Regions from separate parts of the Mus musculus genome. Here regions 1, 3, 4, 5, 6 and 7 are each linked to region 2. The links are chromatin contacts, called in public promoter capture Hi-C maps. All regions are on one chromosome and are shown on one strand. Each heading gives the region's core, a stretch centred on a gene start, on an enhancer-like site or on the middle of the called end of the contact. The rest is flanking DNA. Distances are from core to core; before and after follow the strand shown. Region 1 holds the start of Btn2a2 (butyrophilin, subfamily 2, member A2). Region 2 holds the start of Zscan12 (zinc finger and SCAN domain containing 12). Region 3 holds the start of C230035I16Rik (RIKEN cDNA C230035I16 gene). Region 4 holds the start of H1f1 (H1.1 linker histone, cluster member). Region 5 holds the start of H1f6 (H1.6 linker histone, cluster member). Region 6 holds the start of H4c4 (H4 clustered histone 4). Region 7 holds the start of H1f3 (H1.3 linker histone, cluster member).

Region 1 (3,108 bases), core at 602-3,101, 2.1 Mb after region 2:
AATTAAACACTTCCCTTTCCTACGTTGCTTTTTGAGAGCGTATTTATCACAGCAACAGAAATGAAAGGCCACAGGGGCTTCCTAGTAGGCTGGTAGCTGTGGTTGGTGGGCAGCATTTCTGGGAACAATCCCCCAAATATTTCAGGAACAAAACACTACCCATGCGTGTGGTGCACACCCACGATCCCGACACTGAGGAGATGGAGGCTGGAAGATCAGCTCTTCAAAGTTATCTTCAGCTTTATAGCAAGTTCAAGCCCAGCCATGAACAAAAACAAAATAGTCACCCTGAGCATAAAGTATAGATCCAATGCTCAGAGAGACTTGTTCTTCAGTACAATGCCTGAGTGTGGCACAGACCCAGGATTCCAACCACAGCCTGTGCATGCTAGGCAAGCACTCTACCGAGTGAGCCACATTCCTAGCCCCCTTGTTTTGTTTCCTGAGATAGCATCTTATTATGTACCCCTGGCAGACCTTGAATTCCTGGCAGTCTTGTCTCAGCCTCTTAAGTTTATAGGTGTGTACCTCCACACCTGGCAAGGCATTTATATTAATATTTGATTATGTGGTGTTAAACAAAATATATCATTCAAATCTACGTCATCTATTTTTAACTCCTTTGAATGTTGCCACTTGGACATTTACAGATCTCCTTTGATGCTCTAGCTATATTTCTGTAGGACAAAATTGGGATAAATCCAGTGTCCTCATTCAGAAAGATGAGCCAACACAGCTGCAGTCCCTATTCCTGTCTCTGTCTATCAGGAGAACTGTGGCCATTGCTTTCTGAAAAACTGAGAGGAGCAAGAAGCCTACAACTGTACCTGAGACCAGCACAAACAGGCTGAGGACCAAGAAGAAGAGAAGGGAGGCTATCGGGCAAGAACGCAGGGAAGTTGTAGGCTCCATAGGTCTTCAGGACAGAGTCACCTAGGTCACGTGTGGACAGAAAACCTAGAAGTACAGAGGATAAATCACCCACGGTTCTCATGTACATGACACCTTTTTGTCCCTATGCTGGTCTCATGAGCACTCAGACTTCTGCCTTAGATGGACTCTTGCCCTATGGAACTGGTTATACCTTAATAGTTGGATTCACCAAACATTCTATTAAACAAACAACATAAGCACCAGGCAGGCAGTTTTCTGTTGTCTTAGGCTCAGTTGTCTTTCCAGAGTCCAGTTTCTTCAGCTGTCATTTGATATTCCTCCCCCTCCCTCCTCCTCTTTCTTTCTTCTTGGGCTTTCCTCCTCCTCCTCCTCCCCCACTCCCTCCTCTTCCTCCTCCTTCCCTTGTTCTCTCTCTCCAGCCCCTTCCCTCTTCCTCAACCTCCGGGTCTTTCTCCTACTTCTCTACCCAGTTCTTCCTCCTCTTTCCTCCTTCCCTCGTCCCAAGCCTTCTTTCCTTCCTCCTCCCCTCCCCCCTCGCCTTCCCTGTACTCCCTCCTCCTGGTGAACCTCAGGTAAAACTAGGTAGGTGAGACTACCCCCCCCCCCCCAGGTATTCTTTCCAGAGTCAAAGATCTGGCTTTTCCCTCCCAGCAGCCTGTGTTGTGACACCCTACCCCCACCCCCTATTCCTACAGCCCCTGCTAGGACTCAGAGCGCTCCCCATCCCCTCCCCTACCTTCTAGAATTAACTGCGTTTTCTTTTCTTCTCTGACCCTCAAATGCTGATTATCTTGCCTTTTCTCTACTCTCCAACTTGTCGCTGAGCACAGTCGCCACCAGAGAACAAACTGCTACAGTAGAGAGGAAAGAATTTTCTGTTCTCCATTACTTGCAAAGTGCTGGGACTCGCGACAGCAGACCTCGGAGGACCCATTCCGCGTGCAAGTCTCACAATTTCCACTAAGCAGTTCAGAGCCCGGGATTGGCCTGCCTTAAGTCATCAGCCAATAGTATTCCTATGTCTAGCAGTCACTTGTTACTAGGTAGCATACACAGAAACAATCCTTTCTCCCTCCTGTCTTCCTTTCCCTTGTGCCCCTTTCTTCCCTTCCCTCTTATTGCTTCCCTTTCATGCGCTCCTTTCTTCCCTTCTTCTTCCCACTTGAGAGGTCCTAGAGTTGGGCTTGGTGTCCAGAGGCCTCATCCCTGTGTGTTGAAGTGTGTGTGAAGAAGGGAGTAAGGGAGCCAGATGCAATCCGGGTGTGCTGACTCACACCTTTAATCCCAGCACTCAAACTCTTGGATTAACTCTTTTGGGACAGGGTCTTACTAGCCATGGCTGATGTCAAACTCACAGGCCTGTCTCTACCTCTGCATGCTGGAATTAAAGGCATGGAATTAAAGTCACGCCTAGCTTGATTAACTCTTAAGGGAGTAGACAGTGCTAAGACTTTGTTCTTTAGTTTTAAAAAGTCTCCCATGGGCTGGAGCTATACTCAGTGGTTAAAACTACTTAGTGCTTTTCCAGAGGCCAGTTCAAGGCCAGCCTGGTCTACAGAGTGAGTTCCAGGACTGCCAGGGCTACACAGAGAAACTCTATCTCAAAATCCGAAAAAGGAAAAGGTGTTGGTGGAGAGCAAGACTCAGACTGAGCAGTAGAAATGGGTTACACTTGCTATGATCTCAGTAACGACCTCACTCCCTTCAGACCATGTATTGGTCTGCTGTCTCAATTCTGTTTCTTCTCCCTTGGAGTAGACTACCCTTGGCTGGTTTTTCAGCAGTCTGTCACGATCTATGAGGATTCTTTTGATTGTCTTCAGAGACCTAAGAGTCATCAAGAGGCAAAACTCTTTTCAGTTAGAAGCAGCCAGATCAAGTTGATGCCTATTTCCTAAATGGTTGTAAGGTATCTAGTGTGGTCACAGCAAGCTTAGAGGTCACTGAATCTCCCTGTCTCATAAACAACAGCTCTTAAAAACAGGAATTAAAACAGGACTTTGATGACTGTTTTTTAAAAAGGGCATTTGAATGGTGTCTCTGGCCCTTGTTGAACCTGACATTTTGAACTTCTAGAAGGATCATGTATGTTTGAGCAGAGGCTTTCTTTTTAAATGATCTTATTTTATGTATTTTATATGTGTGAGTATGTGCCACATGTGTGAGGTTGTCTTGGCGGGGGGGGGGGGGGGGCAGAAAAGGACATGAAATCCC
Region 2 (2,939 bases), core at 214-2,713:
TGTAGGTCCAGAGACAAATTGTCTTTTGTTACATATAGCTCTTTACAACCATTCATTGCCCACCCATGTGTCTGCCTTAATGTCCTTCTGCTTTTTAGGTAAATCCCTTTGAAATGTACTAACAGATCACTTGGTTTCACCAATCAAAAGGCTAAGAATTTTCCAGATAGCTATAACCCACCTGTACTGGCTGGCTTTGTGTGCCAACTTGACACAAGCTGGAGTTATCACAGAGAAAGGAGTTTCTGTTGAGAAAATGCCTCCATGAGATCCAGCTGTAAGGCATTTTCTCAATTAGTGATCAAGGGGGAAGGACCCCTTGTGGGTGATGCCATCCCTGGGCTGGTAGTTTTGGGTTCTATAAGAGAGCAGGCTGAGCAAGCCAGGGGAAGCAAGCCAGTAAGAAACATCCTTCCGTGGCCTCTGCATCAGCTCCTGCTTCCTGACCTGCTTGAGTTCTAGTCCTGACTTCCTTTAGTGATGAACAGCAGTGTGGAAAAGTAAGCTGAATAAACCCTTTCCTCCCCAGCTGGCTTCTTGGTCATGGTGTTTGTGCAGGAATAGAAACCCAGACTAAGACACCACCTAACTTACATTTCCACTAATTGTTTTTTTAAAGTTGTCTTGATTTACTACTTTCTTTTGTTCTGGTTATGTAAATCAATGTCCTAAGCCACACTCTACATGTATTTTGCTCGATAATAAATTACTACTATCTTTGAGAGCTTGTGCTTGGTTTTCTGGTTACCCTCGACATGTACATTAGCTAAGAACAGGGTGAGATTTTTGTTGTTGTTGTTTTGTTTTCACTTCCAGAACACAGAATGTTCTGGTGCATGATAAGAGCATTAACCACTATTCTTTTTCAGGGATTTTTCTTTGGACTCTCCTTTTAAATTAAAACAAACAAACAAACAAACATTTTTTTTTAATTCTAGAAAAATGGTTGTGTTTATTGGGATACCATAGTTGCAAACATATTTAATTAGTACTGACTGCTTTGTTGAGTTTTTCTACCCAAGAAAGCTTATTGCCTCCTATTTATGTTCATATTTGGCTTTTAAAGTGTTTTAAAGTTAGCCCCAAGTAAATGTGGCACATCTCTTGAGCTCTGAGTATTTTTGCTGTTGCTTTTGTAGCTGTGGTCTTTTCATTCACACTCGTACTTATGAAGGCTGATTTTAGTGTTCATAATATCCTGTTAACTTACTAAATTATCCTTTTAATACATTTTTTCCCATTGACCAGAAGAATGTCTCTTTGAGACATCACTAATCTCAGTGATACTGAAACACAAACGCGAAACCGGATAAGGACCGGCATGCTCACTATGATTAGACAGAAAATCCCAACTTCTTTTGCCAGAGTAAGGACAAACCACTGAGTGGAACTCCGTGGCTCCCTAGAGTGGCTCTGGGAGCAACAGGGCTCCACCGCTTCCGGCCTTTGTGGGAGTCCGCGATGACTTCCGGTTCCTGGGAGGGCTGGATTCCCTTCCCTGCGCAGGAGCGACGCGGTGAGCGAGCTCGTGCTCCAGGCGGGGGGAGGGTGCTCCCTGCTACCTAGACTCTCGGCCTTAGAAAGATGCTTGGAACCGGGGGAAAGGCCACCCGGGCTGCGCTGCGGCTGCCTATGGGTCCCCCTGGGGCGCGGAGCTGGCCCGGACCTAGGCACGCTGCAGAACTTTAAGTTAGAGTCACAGAACTGGAGGGGCAGGAGAAAAGCAGAGCACCCTCCCCAACTTCTAACCTTTATGAGTGGTTAAGTTCCAACTAAAGCCAGTTGGGAGACTGTACTATGTATATGTGATTTGTGCCAGGTACGCAGAAAAAAAAATCAAAAGCAGCAAGGCAGGCGTACCCTACTCTTGTACTCTTTCCGTTATTTTTGGTGGTACTGTTAGTTGAACTTCCCACCCGCCAGGCAGCGGTTGCCCTTCCCCAACGCTATCTGCTAATTCCAAAATTTTTTGTTTATTTCAGTTAGTTGTTGTTCACTTTAGGAGTAAGTGGAGGTAAGTTTCTTCCCAAGCTTTACTCCCTGAAGTCCTGAAACAATTTGACATCTTTTTCACTTTTGTCTATTTTTGTGAAAGTCCACGTACAATCCAGTCAATACAGTAGATTAACCGGAGGGCAGCTTTTCAACTCTCCCACTTAACTCTTAGAATAGGCGGTATTTGCTTATTGTAGTTCGTGTTAGTAACGATGACTTATCCCTTAGGTCCACTGGGTAAGAAGATTTACCAAGGAGTTATTACTTGAAAGATTGATACATCTTTTATCTAGCTACGATGACATCTACTAGTGATACCAAGGTCTGTAAGAACCAGGGTGGACTTTTGGAAATAAAAATGGAGGAAGAATGTAAGTATACCACCAGACAAGATAGGAACCTACAAAAGAACACTTATAACAGAGACGTCTTCCGAAAATACTTCAGACAGTTTTGCTACCAGGAAACTTCTGGACCCCGGGAGGCTCTGAGCCGGCTGCGCGAGCTCTGCAGACAGTGGCTGCGGCCGGACTTGAACAGCAAGGAGCAGATCCTGGAGCTGCTGGTGCTGGAGCAGTTCCTGACCATCCTGCCAGGGGAGCTGCAGGCCTGGGTGCAGGAGCAGAATCCGGAGAGTGTGGAGGAGGTGGTGACTGTGCTGGAGGATTTAGAGAGAGAGCTTGATGAACTAGGATACCGGGTAAGAAAAAGGGGGGAGGGGTCCTCTTTCCTAAGCGCGACTGAATTTGTAGGCCAAAGTGAAGTATACCACTATTTTACAAAGCATATTGACATTTAGTTGGATCCAAAGGGGACTTTAAGTGTCATGGGAATTTGGAGTTGAACTTGTACGTTGTACATCCTAGCCTTGGGCTTGTAATCTTCCTGTCTCATATCCTTGGTGCTGAGATTACAGGTATGTACGTCCACTCCTGTCTGGTCTT
Region 3 (2,966 bases), core at 426-2,925, 2.1 Mb after region 2:
TCTTCGACCACAACTGAGCATTTGGGAAGTTAACAACCAGTCCAGTATTACTGGAACCCAAAAATTTGTTCCTGCTGGAAACCTCTTACAGCGAGTGTAGTCACACAGCAGATGGATCTGAGCCTTGGAAATGGGCTAGTCTTTTGATCCTGTTCCATGCCTACACTTCTCAGTCATTTGAAGGATAAATAGAGGTCAGATTGGGCAGATTCTGTCTGATAAGAAGGAAGAATCTAGACAGTGGTGAGTGTCAGCTCAAGTCTGACTATAAGAGGAATAACAGTGGGTTTCGTTATACAATTTCAGCATGTGAAATTTAAAATCTCTTATGTGGAGGGAGTTTCTTCCCACAGAAAACCATTCTCTTTTTGTCAACCCTGACTGTAATAAATAAGCAAAAGAGAAAAGCTAGTGTTGCGGGTGGTCTAAAGTCCCTGGAAAGACCTCGTATGGGCTTTTTGCACAGTTCAGAGACATGGGGTCAAATTTCGGGATGTGTGTTTCTTTTTCTTTTATTTCCTTTCCCTATTTGTTTATTCATTTATTTCTTCATATTTACAGGACTTGTTTTCTAGCTCTGACTAGCTGGTATTCATGAAGCTATCCAGGCAGGCCTCCAACTCACCCCCACCACCCACCCCCGCTGCTGAGATACACCACCCCACAGCTGGCTCTAGAATCACTGACTTAAATGTTTCACTTTCTCTCTTTTAGTTCTAATTATCTTGCTCCGATTTTATTGAGTTTTAAAGAAATAAACATTAAGCCCACAAGCAGAAGTCTTTTTGACGAACTTTCAAAAGAAGAGGCAATTGGACTTGTGCTTGTCTGCTCGAGACCTCACCACAGCCTTATCTGGAACCTGGAACGGGAACCTGGAACCACACCTGATACTGGCACTCCGTAAATCCAAAAGGAAAAGGACAAGTTTGCATTCTCCCTTTTTGCAAATTTTTTTTTAGGCCAAAATCATATATGTATCCACTTCTAATCGAAGGTAATGGAACGTTTCTGAAAGAAAGCAGAAGGATCATGACTCCGGGGTCATCTTCAACTACACAGTGAATTTCGGGCCATGGCTCTACCTCAACAAAATTACCAGTTTCTCGATATTTTCTTTGGAAAAATTAATTTTGAAACTCCTCGAAACAGTGCCTGCAGGGAAGAGAAATTAACCAGGACAGACCCTTTCACTTTTGGCCATGTGGCCTCCGGCAGTGATTTTAAAAAAAGAAGAAAAAAAGAAAGGAAGGAAGAGAAGAAAGGAAAGAGAAAGAAAGAGAAAGGAAAAAAAGGAAAAGAAAAAGAAAAAAAGAAAAAGAAAAAGAAAAAGAAAAAAGGAAGAAAACAGCCAGACAAAGGACTGACCTTGATGAGCGAGCCTTCTGGAGCCGTAGAGACCAAAGAATCGATTTCTGGATACTGTCGTAAAAGTTAGAGGACCTGAGGGATGTGAGGATTGGTGCAGACCAAGGAGTGAGTCAAAGTCGAGCCCAGGGAACTAGATTGCTTTTCTCGGCCGAATGTTTAATTCCCATCTGGCATCTGGATTCTGTGCACAAGGTCCCAGCACCGTTGTTTCCGTGCTCTCCGCGTCCTGGTCCATTTGTACGCACCCCTGTGCGATTCCCAGAACTGGCGGTACCGTCTTTCATTTATAGAGGGCGCAAGTAACCCCGGGACTGTTCCGTGACAACCAAGCCACAATCTCACTTTTTGCTATGTAAAACAAGATGGCCTCAAAGAGGGGGCAATTCTCCTGCCTTAGGACTTCTTTCTTCCCCTTCCCTGCAGTTCTGGGATTATAAAACACCAACCCTAACTCAGGAAACTCTTTCTTAAATACTCCATTTTACTTTCTCCACTTCAGTTTTTATCATCTTGTTCGGATTTTATTAGACATAAAAAAAATCATATCAACAAACACACTAACACCCCCTCCACCCCACCCCCACCCCCACCCCACTCCCACTCCCACAATTTCTGTTTGATGAGCTGAAAATAACAGCGAGCATTGAATTACATCCAGTTATCAAAAGGGAGTAAGGTAGCAGCCACTTACCATCAGAAGGGGAATTAGCTCAAATGGTAGAGCGCTCGCTTAGCATGCGAGAGGTAGCGGGATCGATGCCCGCATTCTCCAGTTTTGCATTTATGCCTGTTTCTTTTCCCATCATACCCTGCTAGAACAAGAACAACCAAATCCGTTACTTCTAACCTCTATAGTTAAATTTCAGAAGTTCTCTCAGCAACCCGGAAGGGCCTAGTTCCTACCACACACTGTTCTCCAGGAAATGGCTTGGAGCTCTGGAGTTGGTATTTCCTGTTTTCCTATCAAGTTCTCACAGCTTTCCCTTTGTTAACGCGCAAACGCGTTCCCTTTGTTGAGACAGGGAAGCGTATATAGCGGTGTTTGGATCTAGGTCGTTTGCTTTTTTTGTTTCAGTTCAGTTACCGGCACTGGAATATCCCGGAATACAGCCCAAGATATGGAAAGAAATGTAGGACCAGCTCTTGTGGGTTGGAACTTACTGTGCCTTGCAGAAACGCCTAGTCCAGGACTATCTAATATATTTTATATCCGAGGCCCAAACGTTATCTTTAAAGAAAAAAATTGAACTATTTTCTATCTTTCTGAAAATTATTTGCTTAGAGAAAAGTTCTGACACATGGGATGGAAGGTACAAGAAATTGCAAGCACAAAAACCCTTGTACAACTTTCGATATGTTGAACTGAAATCTTTGTCAATTACTTTGTCTTACTTAATATTAATCTCTCATTGACACGATTCTACAGGTAACTGATTTTGAGAGCAGGAGTAACGCAGTTTAAAAGGATTAGCACAAAATTAGCAAATATGCGCTACTGATAGGTGAGATTTTCTTTCTTTTTTTTTCTTTTCTTTTTTTATTTTTCGAGACAGGGTTTCTCTGTATTTTCTTTGAACTAAATCTCCTCTTGCATT
Region 4 (2,848 bases), core at 273-2,772, 2.4 Mb after region 2:
GCTGGAACGGCAGCTTGCGGATCAGCAGCTCGGTCGACTTCTGGTAGCGCCGGATCTCGCGCAGCGCCACGGTGCCGGGACGGTAGCGGTGAGGCTTCTTCACGCCGCCGGTGGCCGGGGCGCTCTTGCGGGCGGCTTTGGTGGCTAGCTGCTTGCGCGGGGCCTTGCCGCCGGTGGACTTGCGAGCGGTCTGCTTAGTACGAGCCATAGCAAAAACTAGAAAGCAAGCTGGTGAGCACTTGGAGATGGTGAGTTCAGAACTACTATTTATAGTATGCAAAGGATAGTGATTGGATGAAAATACTGGTTATCTGTGACGTTTAAGACTCTGATTGGTTTATGTTTAAGAACTGCAGTTGAGGCTAAGGTAGTCTGCCGCGGTACTTATTTTTGTATGTGTGTGTTTTAAAGTAAATGGAATAAAATTCCAGTGACTGTTATCTTCTACAGCACATCTGCTTCCAAACACATTGCAGCTTGGACTTAGTGGCATTGAAGAATAGAGAACAATCTTGTTATCTTCATTATTGAAATGTAACAATGTGACTTCTACATTGAAGGAGAGTAGGCCAGATTCTACCTTTTGATTGGTTTACTGCCTTTCGTAAATAGCCACTAAAACAGCAGATTTAGAACTCTTCATTTGCGTGGAAAGTCTCCATTTTGTTGCAACCCACACTGTAAAGAAATGGAGAGAAACATGGGAGTAAAAGTACAGACGTCTGACTCGGGTTATTCTGAGCATTTCTTCATTAAATGGCTGTACTTGTATGGATGCTTTGAGTTCTTGCATTTGGAGCTTGAATTTTCAAAATACTTTCACGCATTTTTGGCCAGATATCACTGATACGTTCGAAAACAATTTTTTAACTATAAACTATAGAAATCGTCATACCATGTTAGGATTGCACTTTTAAATTCTTTAAAAAAAAAAATGGGCAAGACTTTCCCAGAGCTATTGTGTACTTGCATATCCTGGGAAAAGTCGTGTCCTGCCTTTTCTCTTTTTATTTGAGCCACTACTGGCTCACAATATGAAATCACTGTCGCAAGCTGACACTCCTTAAAAGAACACTAAGCCTCTTGCATAACTAAAATATAAAGTAACGATACATTGCTCCCATTACTGCCAAGAATCAATACTGAAACCCGCAGAGAAGGCCCACAAGCTGGCTTTCTGGGTTTTAATTGACTAATTTACAGCCACCTTTCACTAGTTGAGCTCCTTTTTGATAGGCATCTACCACTTTCTGATGATAAAACAGGAGAGTACAAGGAGAATCTGCTGTGGTTGAAATTCCACCTCAAGCAGCCAGCCGGAGAAGTTTTGAGGCCGCCTCCTCTACCTGCAAAAACACGAAGCTAGGTCGGTGGAATCGCAAAGGAGTTAGTTTCTGAAATCTTGCAGGCAGACAGGCGCACGGGAGGCGGGGCCTTAGGGTCCAGGGGGCGGGCGTTAGCATTCACCAATCACAGCACAGCACTGCTCTATAAATACTCCGTGCAGGGGCCTTGTCTTTCTACTTCTTTTCTTCGTCTTGGGTATAGCTGTTGTTTATTCATCAGCAACCATGTCGGAGACGGCGCCAGTCGCTCAGGCTGCTTCTACTGCCACGGAGAAACCTGCTGCTGCAAAGAAGACCAAGAAGCCGGCAAAAGCTGCCGCTCCTCGGAAGAAGCCCGCGGGACCTTCGGTGTCGGAGCTCATCGTGCAGGCAGTTTCTTCTTCCAAAGAGCGCAGTGGCGTGTCCTTGGCCGCGCTCAAGAAGTCGCTGGCTGCGGCGGGATACGATGTGGAGAAGAACAACAGCCGCATCAAACTGGGGCTGAAAAGCCTGGTGAATAAAGGCACACTGGTGCAGACCAAGGGCACCGGCGCTGCTGGCTCTTTTAAGCTGAACAAGAAGGCTGAGTCCAAGGCCATCACCACCAAGGTGTCAGTGAAGGCGAAAGCATCCGGGGCTGCTAAGAAACCTAAGAAGACTGCTGGGGCTGCAGCTAAGAAGACTGTCAAGACTCCGAAGAAGCCCAAGAAGCCTGCAGTTTCCAAGAAGACTTCCAAGAGCCCCAAGAAGCCGAAGGTGGTGAAGGCCAAGAAGGTAGCCAAAAGCCCTGCCAAGGCGAAGGCAGTGAAGCCTAAGGCTTCCAAGGCGAAAGTGACAAAGCCAAAGACCCCAGCTAAGCCCAAGAAGGCAGCGCCCAAGAAAAAGTGAACAGTTGGAGGCTTCTTCTATAAATAACCCAACGGCTCTTTTCAGAGCCACCAACATAACTCAAAGAGCCTGACACTTGTTTCACACTATAACAACTGCATTTGGGTACAAGCCTGGTGGGATTTAGGCATTATTAATTTCCCCCAGTAAACTGACAATTTGGGTCAGTCTAGTTTCTAGTTTTATTTCCCTGAGATTCTGGGAAAACAGCCTTGTTAGCCCTGGGAGGCGCTACCCTCTCCAGGTGTGGTGGATAAGCTCTCTATGGTATGGTAGTGCAATGGCCTGGGTGCCTCAACCAGATAAGGTCCTATTTTGCCAATGAGGATGAGAACTCAGGTGCTTGATCAGTAAGAGTGGGCTGCAGCAAGGGTTCACATGCAATAGAGTTTTTTTTGTTTTGTTTTTTTAGGGGGGGGGGGGGGGCCCGAGACCGGTTTCTCAGTGTAGCCCTGACTGTCCTTGAACTCACTCTAGACCAGGCTGGCCTTGAACTAAGAAATCCGCCTGCCTCTGCAGTGCTGGAATTAAAGGCGAACGCCACCACGCCCGGCTGCAATAGAGTTTTTTTAATTCAAGCCCACCAAGACTGTTCCTTACAGGAATGCTAGGTGCTTGGAGGCTTGGTTTTGTGA
Region 5 (3,213 bases), core at 124-2,623, 2.3 Mb after region 2:
GTTTGGCGCACCAGGTCTAGCCAATTAAATGTTAAGACAGAAGCACAAACCTTTTACTGAGACACAGGCACCTACCCACTCTCATTTTTCTCCTTAATAAACAACTTTTCTTCATATTGCTTGAACTTCTCTGTAGCATAAATTGAGATCCCTGCCTCACAAGTGTAGGAATCTCCAGAAAGAACTTCGGCTGTGTGGTTACTGCATTGAGCCATATGTTCGGCGACATAATCACACTACACCCTGTCTTAGCATTCCCCATAATGGACTGGCTTTTATGCCTCCCTTCTACTTGAGTATCATGTTCCCTCTTTTTTTTTTTTTTTTTCTCTTCTTCTTTTGACATGTTATCATTTCCTAGCCCAAGGTGACCTCAAAACTCACAGCAATCCTCCCTCCCTAAGGAGGGAATTACCAGCAAGTTGCCACCATGCCCAGCGGTGAGCACATTTATTTCCAGACATGTTCCATGGATAAAGCCCCGGAAAGAACATTTCTCTAACACATCTGCAGAGACATCTACTAGACTAGCTATGTTAAGAGATTGGAAACTGTGATTCCAGCTTTCTAATGTTATAATTAAGGGTTCGGCACCGTGTCTGCTCCTCTAGAGGGAGATAAGACATAGGAAGTGGGCTATGGATGGTGTTCAGTTGGAAAGGAGTAGCAAACTTCTTCGACAATAGCCCTGAGACTGGCTGATTTGACCACGTAGGTGCCATGGGTAAGATGTTTATAACCGCATCCGAAGCCCTTCTCTTGAGATTCAGGCGGGGGAATAGCGAGCCTCTCACATGCTCTGTGGAGTGTTTATTAGGTCATGCTCCCTTCAAGCAGGCCTCACCTTGGAGTTTTGGGATAATTCTAGGAACACCGTCTAATTCCACAGTGAGACAGTCAAGACATCTGTGTTACTTCCATCACGTATATAAATAATTTCAGTGAGAATTAGGGCCTGCATAATTGATTTTCTTCACTAAATAGAAGCCACATATGTAGAAGACCCCTCCCAAGATGTTGGATACATTTTCTACTAAAAGTTACTTTTGAGTTAGCAAAGAAAAGAGAAAGTTTTCTTCTTCCTTTTGAATTTGATTGAAAATCAAGGACTTTTCCCACTAGTTCTGGCATGCAGGTACATTTGTCAACAAAGGGTAAAAAGTCGCGTGGAATCTAAGTCCCCGTGGGTCACCTGGTGTCATAACCTGAGCAATTCTGCAGTGAGCAGATATGCAAGATTCTACTTTTGGGGGGAAAAGAAACACAAATGCCCCTCCTCCGGGGGCGGGGGAGGCACCTGGGGATGCACCAATCACAGCGCGCCCTGCTCTATATAAGCGCCCCCCCCCCCCGCACGCCCCCACTACCCCATCACTGTTGGCTCTCCTTTAGTTTTCACTTGGTGTAGTTCTTGTCCAGCTCTTGACCATGTCGGAAACGGCTCCTGCGGCCTCAAGTACCCTTGTTCCAGCTCCTGTGGAGGAGAAACCTTCATCTAAAAGGCGAGGGAAAAAGCCTGGCCTGGCCCCTGCTCGCAAACCTCGGGGTTTCTCAGTTTCCAAGCTGATTCCTGAGGCCCTTTCCACATCGCAGGAACGGGCAGGAATGTCCCTTGCTGCCCTGAAGAAAGCCCTGGCTGCGGCTGGTTACGACGTGGAGAAGAACAACAGCCGTATCAAGCTGGCCCTCAAGAGACTTGTGAATAAAGGAGTCCTGGTGCAGACCAAGGGCACTGGCGCCTCAGGCTCCTTCAAGCTCAGTAAGAAGGCGGCTTCTGGGAACGACAAGGGCAAGGGCAAGAAATCTGCTTCTGCCAAGGCTAAGAAGATGGGCTTGCCCCGGGCCTCGAGATCTCCCAAGAGTAGCAAGACCAAGGCTGTCAAGAAGCCAAAGGCTACGCCCACAAAAGCTTCTGGGAGCGGAAGGAAGACCAAAGGGGCCAAGGGCGTGCAGCAACGTAAAAGCCCCGCCAAAGCCAGGGCAGCAAACCCCAATTCTGGGAAGGCAAAAATGGTCATGCAGAAGACCGATCTGAGGAAGGCAGCAGGGAGGAAGTGAGTTTCAAAGCCAGTTTTCAAAAACCCAAAGGCTCTTTTAAGAGCCACTTACATACTTCTTAAAATGGCCAAACACTTTGAACCAAAGTTAAGGTGGGCAGTTACTTCAGGTCGACCTGTCGTTGAAACCCTAGAGTAGAATCCTAGGGTCCCTATGTGTAGAATATTTCCAAATTTGGTTGTGTATTTGTGGCTTTACGCCAGAATAAAGGTCACCATTGAAACACACAATGTCTTTTATTCTAGAATAAAAGTCACCATTGAAATACACAATGGATGTATTTCATTCTAGAAACACCCTCATATCAAAGGAGATAGAGATAACGCCAGTAGGAGCTTCCACTCTGAAAAAATACTGAACTTACTCTTTCAAACAGCAGTAACTGGCATCCAGGCTTTCAAAGGACCACTATGAACCCAGATATTCAGTGCTTAAGCTAGAGGTTATATTTATTTTTCTTGAGTTGTATTTTTAGGATTTCCTCAGTGATGGATAAAAAAATAAAGCAAGCAGTTAGCAAAAAAACAGAACAACAACAACAACAACAACAACAACAAAACCCTAAAGTTTTTGCAGTTGTGCGATGTGTCAACAAAGATCTAATTTTGTTCTACTTTTAGAAAATAGTTCAATACTATTGATCTAACAGTTATTTTTGAAATGTTTTATGTATTTTATGAGAATAGCATGTAGGCTTCAGGAGAATGACAAAAACCATATTAAAAATTAAGGACTTCTTTATGAAAATGTTAGGGTTTGAGTTCAATGCCCCAACATAACAAAAAAAAGCACTGGGGAAGTCTGGGCTGAAGAACATAAACAAAACAAACAAAAAACAAAAATAACTCATCTTTTAAAGTGATCAAGTTTTATGGAGTGCCACAAATATTAAATTCACATTAAACTATTTTAGGCATTGGTATGAGGAATGACAAAAGATCATAGTAAGGTGGCTTGAGAGATTGTTCAGTCAAGAACACTTAATGCTTTAAAAGAAGTTTGTATATCAGAATACACAACAGCTGGCTCACAACAGCTTCTGACTCCAACTTCCTGGAAATAACGCCGCCCTCTTGTGGCAGATGGCAAACATGGCACACCCACAAGAATTTAAATTATCAAGCCACTGCACAACTAAACTGTATATAAACATAC
Region 6 (2,899 bases), core at 184-2,683, 2.2 Mb after region 2:
ACTCTTGGACATCTCTAATAGATCATTTTAAGGAACACAATTTCATTTCTACAAGCATGGAGTCCACTCCTCCCCCATCCCCATCCACCAACAAAAGCTTATATAGCTCAGCCTATCCTCAAACTCACTATGTTCCTGAGAATTATCTATACCTGACCTTCCTGCTTCAACCATCCTATGCAGTGCTGGAATTACAACAGTGCATTGCCACCAGCCCATTGTAGTCCCCAAGATCAAACCCAGGGTTTTTATATGCATCAAGCACTTCACCCAGTAAATATTCACATGCAGTTTTAATGTTTCTCTATGAATCTCCAGAAACTCAGAGTCTTTGAATTCTGTGGCGCTCTTCTTGAAGAGTGATTCTAAAACATTGCTTTGGGTCATCCACTCATTCACAGAGCAGAAGAAACTGTTCTTTTCCTTTCTAGAAGAGTAATGCAGATGTGGAAAACAATACAGCATGAGTATTTACTGTATTAGCATTTTATGGAAGTATTTGGTTAGATATTAGTGTGTGACTCTTCATTAGTACATGAAACCACCAAATCCTTTGACTAAGAACTGTCAGTGTGAGGTGGGGGTGCATGCATGATATTTTGAGGTACATATAACTATGATGTGCTAAGGATAATAGATTTTCTGTGCAATGTTTATTAACTAAAAAACATACATGCAAGAAATCCTGAGATTCAGTGAAAGCATAGTAAACATAAAGAGCAGCCCCTTTCCCCCATCCCTGTTCCCAGAGCTCCTGATGTCTATGTGTAATTCAAGCAGAAGGCCCACACCTTTGGGATGCATATCCTTTACATCTTCTAATCTTTCAGCGCTACAGTCCTGTAACATTTTGAGGTTTTACTTCCCCCTGGTCAGCCTGAATGCTAAAAAAAAAAAGTTCAGATTCTTAGGCATACGTACCTAAGTCAATAAAAAGTCTCAGAACAGGAAATAGTAAGTGTTCTTAAAATTGTACTTAAAACCTTGGATTCAGTGGTCCTAAACCTTCCTGATGCTGGGACCCTTTACTACAGCACCTCATGTTGTGGTTACCCTCACCCATAAAGTTATTTCACTGCTGCTTAACTGTAATTTTGATACTGTTATGAATTGTAATGTAAATATCTGAAATAATACGGGGGGTGTCCCGATTTATAGGTTCACGAGACTAATAACATTACTTTCTATTTGGTCTGATAAAAGACAAATTTCTTTTTTCACAATACATAAATTGTCACTCTTGAGGGCAATGTGTTGAATTTTCAACTGCTGGCTCTGCTCTTGTCTTAGGACCCGCCTTGTCTCCTCAGCCTTTTCATAGGATAAACGCCAGAAGGGCGGGAATTGACCATGGTTCACGCCCCCTTCCCTTCAGGTTTTCAAACAGGTCCGCATTGGTATTATAAAAGCCAGGAAGGCCGCTTGTTACAGTCACTGGCTAGTGAGCTTCCTTCCTAGTTTGCTAACATGTCTGGACGCGGGAAAGGCGGCAAGGGTCTTGGTAAGGGTGGTGCTAAGCGCCACCGCAAAGTTCTGCGCGACAACATCCAGGGCATCACCAAGCCCGCCATCCGCCGCCTGGCCCGGCGCGGAGGAGTGAAGCGCATCTCCGGCCTCATCTACGAGGAGACCCGTGGTGTGCTGAAGGTGTTCCTGGAGAACGTGATCCGCGACGCCGTCACCTACACGGAGCACGCCAAGCGCAAGACCGTCACCGCCATGGACGTTGTCTACGCGCTCAAGCGCCAGGGTCGCACCCTCTACGGATTCGGCGGCTAAACGTACTCATTTATTTTTCTTCACCCAAAAACCAAAGGCCCTTTTCAGGGCCACTACCTTCTCACTTAAAGGAGCTGCTCTTAGGTGGTTTTCTGGAATGGGGTGGGTGCTGGGACTGGCTCGATACATAGTATCTGTTTAGGCAGGTCCACCTGTCTATCTTCAGTATTGATAGCCTAAAAGCAGGCCTGTTGTCTCATTCTTTAATGCTGACATTCTCAGGAGAGGGCTGAGGGTCAGTCAAGATCCTTTTTTCCAAGTCCCTTAAGGTATAGATGCTATCCTGTCTCAAAACCAAACCCTCTAATCAATCCAGGCCTTGGAAACCTAGGAACACTGAATTATGTTCAAGTTTTCTAACCTGGAGCTTTCTACAATTTCTTCCCCTCCCTCCTTTCATTCTTTCCATGTATTCTGTGTAATAGCCCTGGCCTGGAACTTACTCTATACACCAGGCTCACAGATATCTTCCTACCTCTGCCTCCCACGTACTGGGATTAAAATCGTGGTCCACCACACCCAGCTTTCTCTAACTTCCTAATCTGTAAAATAAGCACCAGAGATTGACGTGTAAATCTTCTATCTATTCCTCAAGGAAAACTTCATATGGTCCAGGACTTCATTAACTTTCGTCAGCATTATCAGTTGTTCCCAAAGAGTCACCAGAGAAGAAACATCAGTGTCTGCTAAGAACTTAAAAAATTTTTTTTATTTGTGTTTATATATTTCTTACCTTTATATACACTTTAGGGACTAAACTCAGGCCACCAGGCACACGGAGCACATGCTTTAGCTGTCCCTCCAGCCCTTCCCTCCAAGAATTAAAAAAAAAAAAAAAAAAGACCCAGACCTTGTAGTCAATAAAAACTTGGGTAAATATCTTCAGTATTTAGCTTCAGACCCTGGGACAAGTTAACATATTTTACATATCAAAGCGGACCTGGTCTCCAGGTTCTCCCAGCTTCCCACAGTCCCTATCTGGCACACCCTGCCCCCAACCCTGAAATTTCTAGCCCAGGGGATGGGCTGCCCTTCCCCCAGAGGCTCTTCCTTATGTAATTCAGACATTTTGGTCTTTCTGCTTTTTCTTTCCTCCCACATTTCCCCTTCTCTTCTCTCC
Region 7 (3,093 bases), core at 141-2,640, 2.2 Mb after region 2:
TTCTCACACCTCTTAGGGATTTTTATCGCCTGTTTTTAATCTCTACAAAATAGTACAAGCCTTACTACAGAGAATAATCTGCTGTTTTTCAGGATGTAATTATATTTTGGAGTTAAGACCAAAACCACATTTGTGATATTAGCCTCCACAGTCATGAGTGGGAATGAGTGAAGCTTCTTATGGTTTCAAGTTTGTAGTCCCATGGTTGATCCCTTTTCCAGAAACTTTATTCTTGCTGCAGTTATCATAATGATAACTGACTATGAAATGTTTAAGTCCTTTGGTGGATACCACCTGCTAATTCTTTTGTTTGTGACAGACTATATTATATATGTAATATATGTAATGAGGTCAGCAGCTATCATGGAAATTAAAAAACAGATTTTCTTTCACATTCTGCTTGTTTTTAATAATGAAATTCAAATCATTTTAAAACTGGAAATATGCAGAAAACTGTTGTGATAAGTGTTGGCAAGGGGAAACAGCTGCATAACACAGGTCCTGAAACACGGCATATAACACAGCTGTAAACTTTGTACTCTAAACACGGAGTGAGTTGCTAAGTCAGGTTATATCTCACTGTTCTTCAGCTCCCAGTTGCTAAACTTCTGTTCCTTCTTGACCTAGGTATCTTTTTTCTGTACATGTGATAGTTGGTGTACATTTCTCTATCAAATCTGAAAAATATGTGCTTTCAGCTTTTGATCTACAATAGGGATGGCACAGACTCATCACGTCTCCAGAAAATGGCTAAATCACTAAAACAGGAAAACCGAAGGGGAATTACACACTGGTATCTCAAATATCATTAAAAAATCCAATCGATATTTTCTACAATAATCATTCCCCCGGTATGCACTGCTTTCCCATCTAGTGCCAATTCCTACAGCTTGGTGCAGATAGCCCTGGAAGCTTGTGTTGTTGCTTTCTCGAAAAACTCAAATTTCCCTATGTATTTCCGTGAAAACAAGTTATTTCATAGAGTCCTGAAATGATAAGAATGTGAGGAACCATGTCCTGAAACAAAAGTTTGCTAATGACCGCGAGAGAAGTAGTATTTTTAAGGAAAACCTTAAAGTTGTCCCAATTTTCGTCAAGTTTGAAAGAGAGTTGGGGCAATCAGAGAAGTTTCAGGGTGCCGATTTTGAACATAGGTGCACAAATTAAGGCAAGAATGTAGCCTACAGGCTCTCGGATCAGTTTCCCCCAAGTCCCTAATTATTTCGTGCCCATATTTTTTATATTTTTATACTTTTTTGAGGGGCAACAAACACAGCCACAAGGCAAAGCTGAAGATCCTTTCTCTGGCAACGCGGCGCACGGCGCACGGCGCAGGGAACCAATCACCACGCAGCTTCTCTCTATATAAACCCAGAGCCTGCAGCACTGGGAACAACCTTCTCTGACTGTTTGTGCTTACTTTTTGCTTTACTAGTAAAGCTTAGAACATGTCCGAGACCGCTCCCGCGGCGCCTGCTGCCCCTGCACCTGTGGAGAAGACACCTGTGAAGAAGAAGGCGAAGAAGACCGGCGCCGCTGCTGGGAAGCGCAAGGCGTCCGGACCCCCGGTGTCCGAGCTCATCACCAAGGCTGTGGCCGCCTCCAAGGAGCGCAGCGGCGTGTCCCTGGCTGCGCTCAAGAAGGCGCTGGCGGCCGCGGGGTACGATGTGGAGAAGAACAACAGCCGCATCAAGCTCGGGCTGAAGAGCCTGGTGAGCAAGGGTACCCTGGTGCAGACCAAGGGCACCGGCGCCTCCGGCTCCTTCAAACTCAACAAGAAGGCGGCTTCCGGTGAGGCTAAGCCCAAGGCTAAGAAGGCAGGCGCGGCCAAGGCCAAGAAGCCTGCGGGAGCAGCCAAGAAGCCTAAGAAGGCGACTGGTGCTGCCACACCCAAAAAGACGGCCAAGAAGACTCCGAAGAAGGCGAAGAAGCCTGCGGCGGCTGCCGGCGCCAAGAAAGTTTCCAAGAGTCCCAAGAAGGTGAAGGCTGCTAAGCCCAAGAAGGCAGCAAAGAGTCCAGCCAAGGCCAAGGCTCCCAAGGCTAAGGCTTCCAAGCCTAAAGCTTCTAAGCCGAAGGCCACCAAGGCAAAGAAGGCTGCCCCTCGCAAGAAGTAGAGTGGTGCGTCCTGCTTTGAAAATCTCAAACGGCTCTTTTCAGAGCCACCCACAACCTCATTCAAAAGAGCTGAGCCTTTTTCTGGTTTTCTCATGGTATGTCCGCTGACTCTGGCTATGTGTTCCGAAGCAGATCAATTCTGTGCACTTTGTTATGGGTACATTTAGGAGCATCTATAAACTCTAGTTGAGCGATAGATTGTATCATTTTCAGCTCTAGCTGGACTTCTGGCCGGCAGTTTTTTGCTTCTGTGTGTGCTCCACACACGTGTTCATATTCCAAGAGTTTGGCGGGAAGTCCTTTCTAATGTCGCCTAGGCGTGATAAGGCATTAGGGGGGTTCTCTAGGAAGCTACTCTCACAATAGTGGCTACAGGCTGGAGCCTCTGTTTTAAGTTTTCCAATCCGGCTACACAAGGTGGTTTTGAGAATTAACCAATCAAGCCGTACTTTCAGTCATGGGTGTTGCACCAATCAGAGATTGTGATATTAAGATTTACATTTACGTACTGGGACGCTGGCGTTTTTTCTCTGTCCCCGCCCCTTTGTTCACTTCAGAGCTCTGGAATTCCGTCCTAAGAATTTTTAATTGTGTTTTCCGAGAAATTGAAAGCGCTCCTATTTCCTCCAAACTTAGCCACCTTCGCAGTTTTTAGGCACTGATCACATTGCCACTATAAGTGTGGAAGCTTTTTTAATACCCTGGTGGTTAGGTTTTAGTAAGGAAATTGAACACCACTGACAGTTCTGCACATTCCTTCCTCATACATTGTTTTGAGGTTATCTGTTCTCCCTTATTTGGTCAGTAGACCAATAGTAGGCTGAGGACGTGAAAGAAAAACCATTTTGGAAGGTTTGGTTTGCAGTTTGACTTCACAAATTTGGGCAAACAAAACAAGCACATAAAAACACAAACCAACCTTAACTGTCCTTCAGGAAGCTGATCCAAATTTGGGGATGCCATTTCCATTTAATTATT

The links. Promoter capture Hi-C pulls out the DNA fragments that hold promoters and counts their contacts.
Region 1: a contact with region 2 is called in a promoter capture Hi-C map of the HPC-7 cell line. The contact joins the promoter of Btn2a2 here to the promoter of Zscan12 in region 2. A contact is called at or near these places in 4 of 39 promoter capture datasets (the 3T3-L1 cell line, the HPC-7 cell line, cranial neural crest and 1 more).
Region 3: a contact with region 2 is called in a promoter capture Hi-C map of hippocampal neurons, with 6 times the contacts expected there. The contact joins the promoter of C230035I16Rik here to the promoter of Zscan12 in region 2. A contact is called at or near these places in 4 of 39 promoter capture datasets (the 3T3-L1 cell line, hippocampal neurons, liver and 1 more), 4 of 115 datasets of contacts at active chromatin or transcription factors (embryonic forebrain, forebrain, kidney and 1 more) and 2 of 9 other capture datasets (liver and pancreatic islet).
Region 4: a promoter capture Hi-C map of hippocampal neurons shows a contact between it and region 2, with 4 times the contacts expected there. The contact joins the promoter of H1f1 here to the promoter of Zscan12 in region 2. A contact is called at or near these places in 5 of 39 promoter capture datasets (the 3T3-L1 cell line, cranial neural crest, erythroid cells and 2 more) and 1 of 115 datasets of contacts at active chromatin or transcription factors (astrocytes).
Region 5: a contact with region 2 is called in a promoter capture Hi-C map of liver, with 5 times the contacts expected there. The contact joins the promoter of H1f6 here to the promoter of Zscan12 in region 2. A contact is called at or near these places in 4 of 39 promoter capture datasets (cranial neural crest, hippocampal neurons and liver) and 1 of 115 datasets of contacts at active chromatin or transcription factors (memory CD8 T cells).
Region 6: a promoter capture Hi-C map of 3T3-L1-derived adipocytes shows a contact between it and region 2, with 5 times the contacts expected there. The contact joins the promoter of H4c4 here to the promoter of Zscan12 in region 2. A contact is called at or near these places in 10 of 39 promoter capture datasets (the 3T3-L1 cell line, 3T3-L1-derived adipocytes, the SN4741 cell line and 5 more) and 1 of 115 datasets of contacts at active chromatin or transcription factors (astrocytes).
Region 7: a contact with region 2 is called in a promoter capture Hi-C map of liver, with 5 times the contacts expected there. The contact joins the promoter of H1f3 here to the promoter of Zscan12 in region 2. A contact is called at or near these places in 9 of 39 promoter capture datasets (the 3T3-L1 cell line, the HPC-7 cell line, cranial neural crest and 5 more).

What each region holds. Positions count from the first base shown.
Region 1 is chr13:23,487,006-23,490,113 of GRCm38.p6, forward strand. Btn2a2 (butyrophilin, subfamily 2, member A2) reads right to left here and starts at 1,852. Exons shown (of 8, transcript NM_175938.3): 1 at 1,631-1,852; 2 at 828-957. The coding sequence starts at 912.
Region 2 is chr13:21,361,357-21,364,295 of GRCm38.p6, forward strand. It overlaps Zscan12 (zinc finger and SCAN domain containing 12), which reads left to right and starts at 1,464. Exons shown (of 4, transcript NM_016684.2): 1 at 1,464-1,516; 2 at 2,224-2,695. The coding sequence starts at 2,294.
Region 3 is chr13:23,429,342-23,432,307 of GRCm38.p6, forward strand. C230035I16Rik (RIKEN cDNA C230035I16 gene) reads right to left here and starts at 1,676. Exons shown (of 4, transcript NR_015492.1): 1 at 1,369-1,676; 2 at 888-1,011. It overlaps n-TAagc13 (a tRNA gene), which reads left to right and starts at 2,071; the gene lies at 2,071-2,143.
Region 4 is chr13:23,762,146-23,764,993 of GRCm38.p6, forward strand. H1f1 (H1.1 linker histone, cluster member) reads left to right here and starts at 1,523. Exons shown (of 1, transcript NM_030609.3): 1 at 1,523-2,267. The coding sequence starts at 1,572. The coding sequence ends at 2,213. It overlaps H3c1 (H3 clustered histone 1), which reads right to left and starts at 241. Exons shown (of 1, transcript NM_013550.5): 1 at 1-241. The coding sequence starts at 208.
Region 5 is chr13:23,694,438-23,697,650 of GRCm38.p6, forward strand. It overlaps H1f6 (H1.6 linker histone, cluster member), which reads left to right and starts at 1,374. Exons shown (of 1, transcript NM_010377.3): 1 at 1,374-2,108. The coding sequence starts at 1,429. The coding sequence ends at 2,058.
Region 6 is chr13:23,580,135-23,583,033 of GRCm38.p6, forward strand. It overlaps H4c4 (H4 clustered histone 4), which reads left to right and starts at 1,434. Exons shown (of 1, transcript NM_175654.3): 1 at 1,434-1,835. The coding sequence starts at 1,468. The coding sequence ends at 1,779.
Region 7 is chr13:23,553,642-23,556,734 of GRCm38.p6, forward strand. H1f3 (H1.3 linker histone, cluster member) reads left to right here and starts at 1,391. Exons shown (of 1, transcript NM_145713.4): 1 at 1,391-2,166. The coding sequence starts at 1,449. The coding sequence ends at 2,114.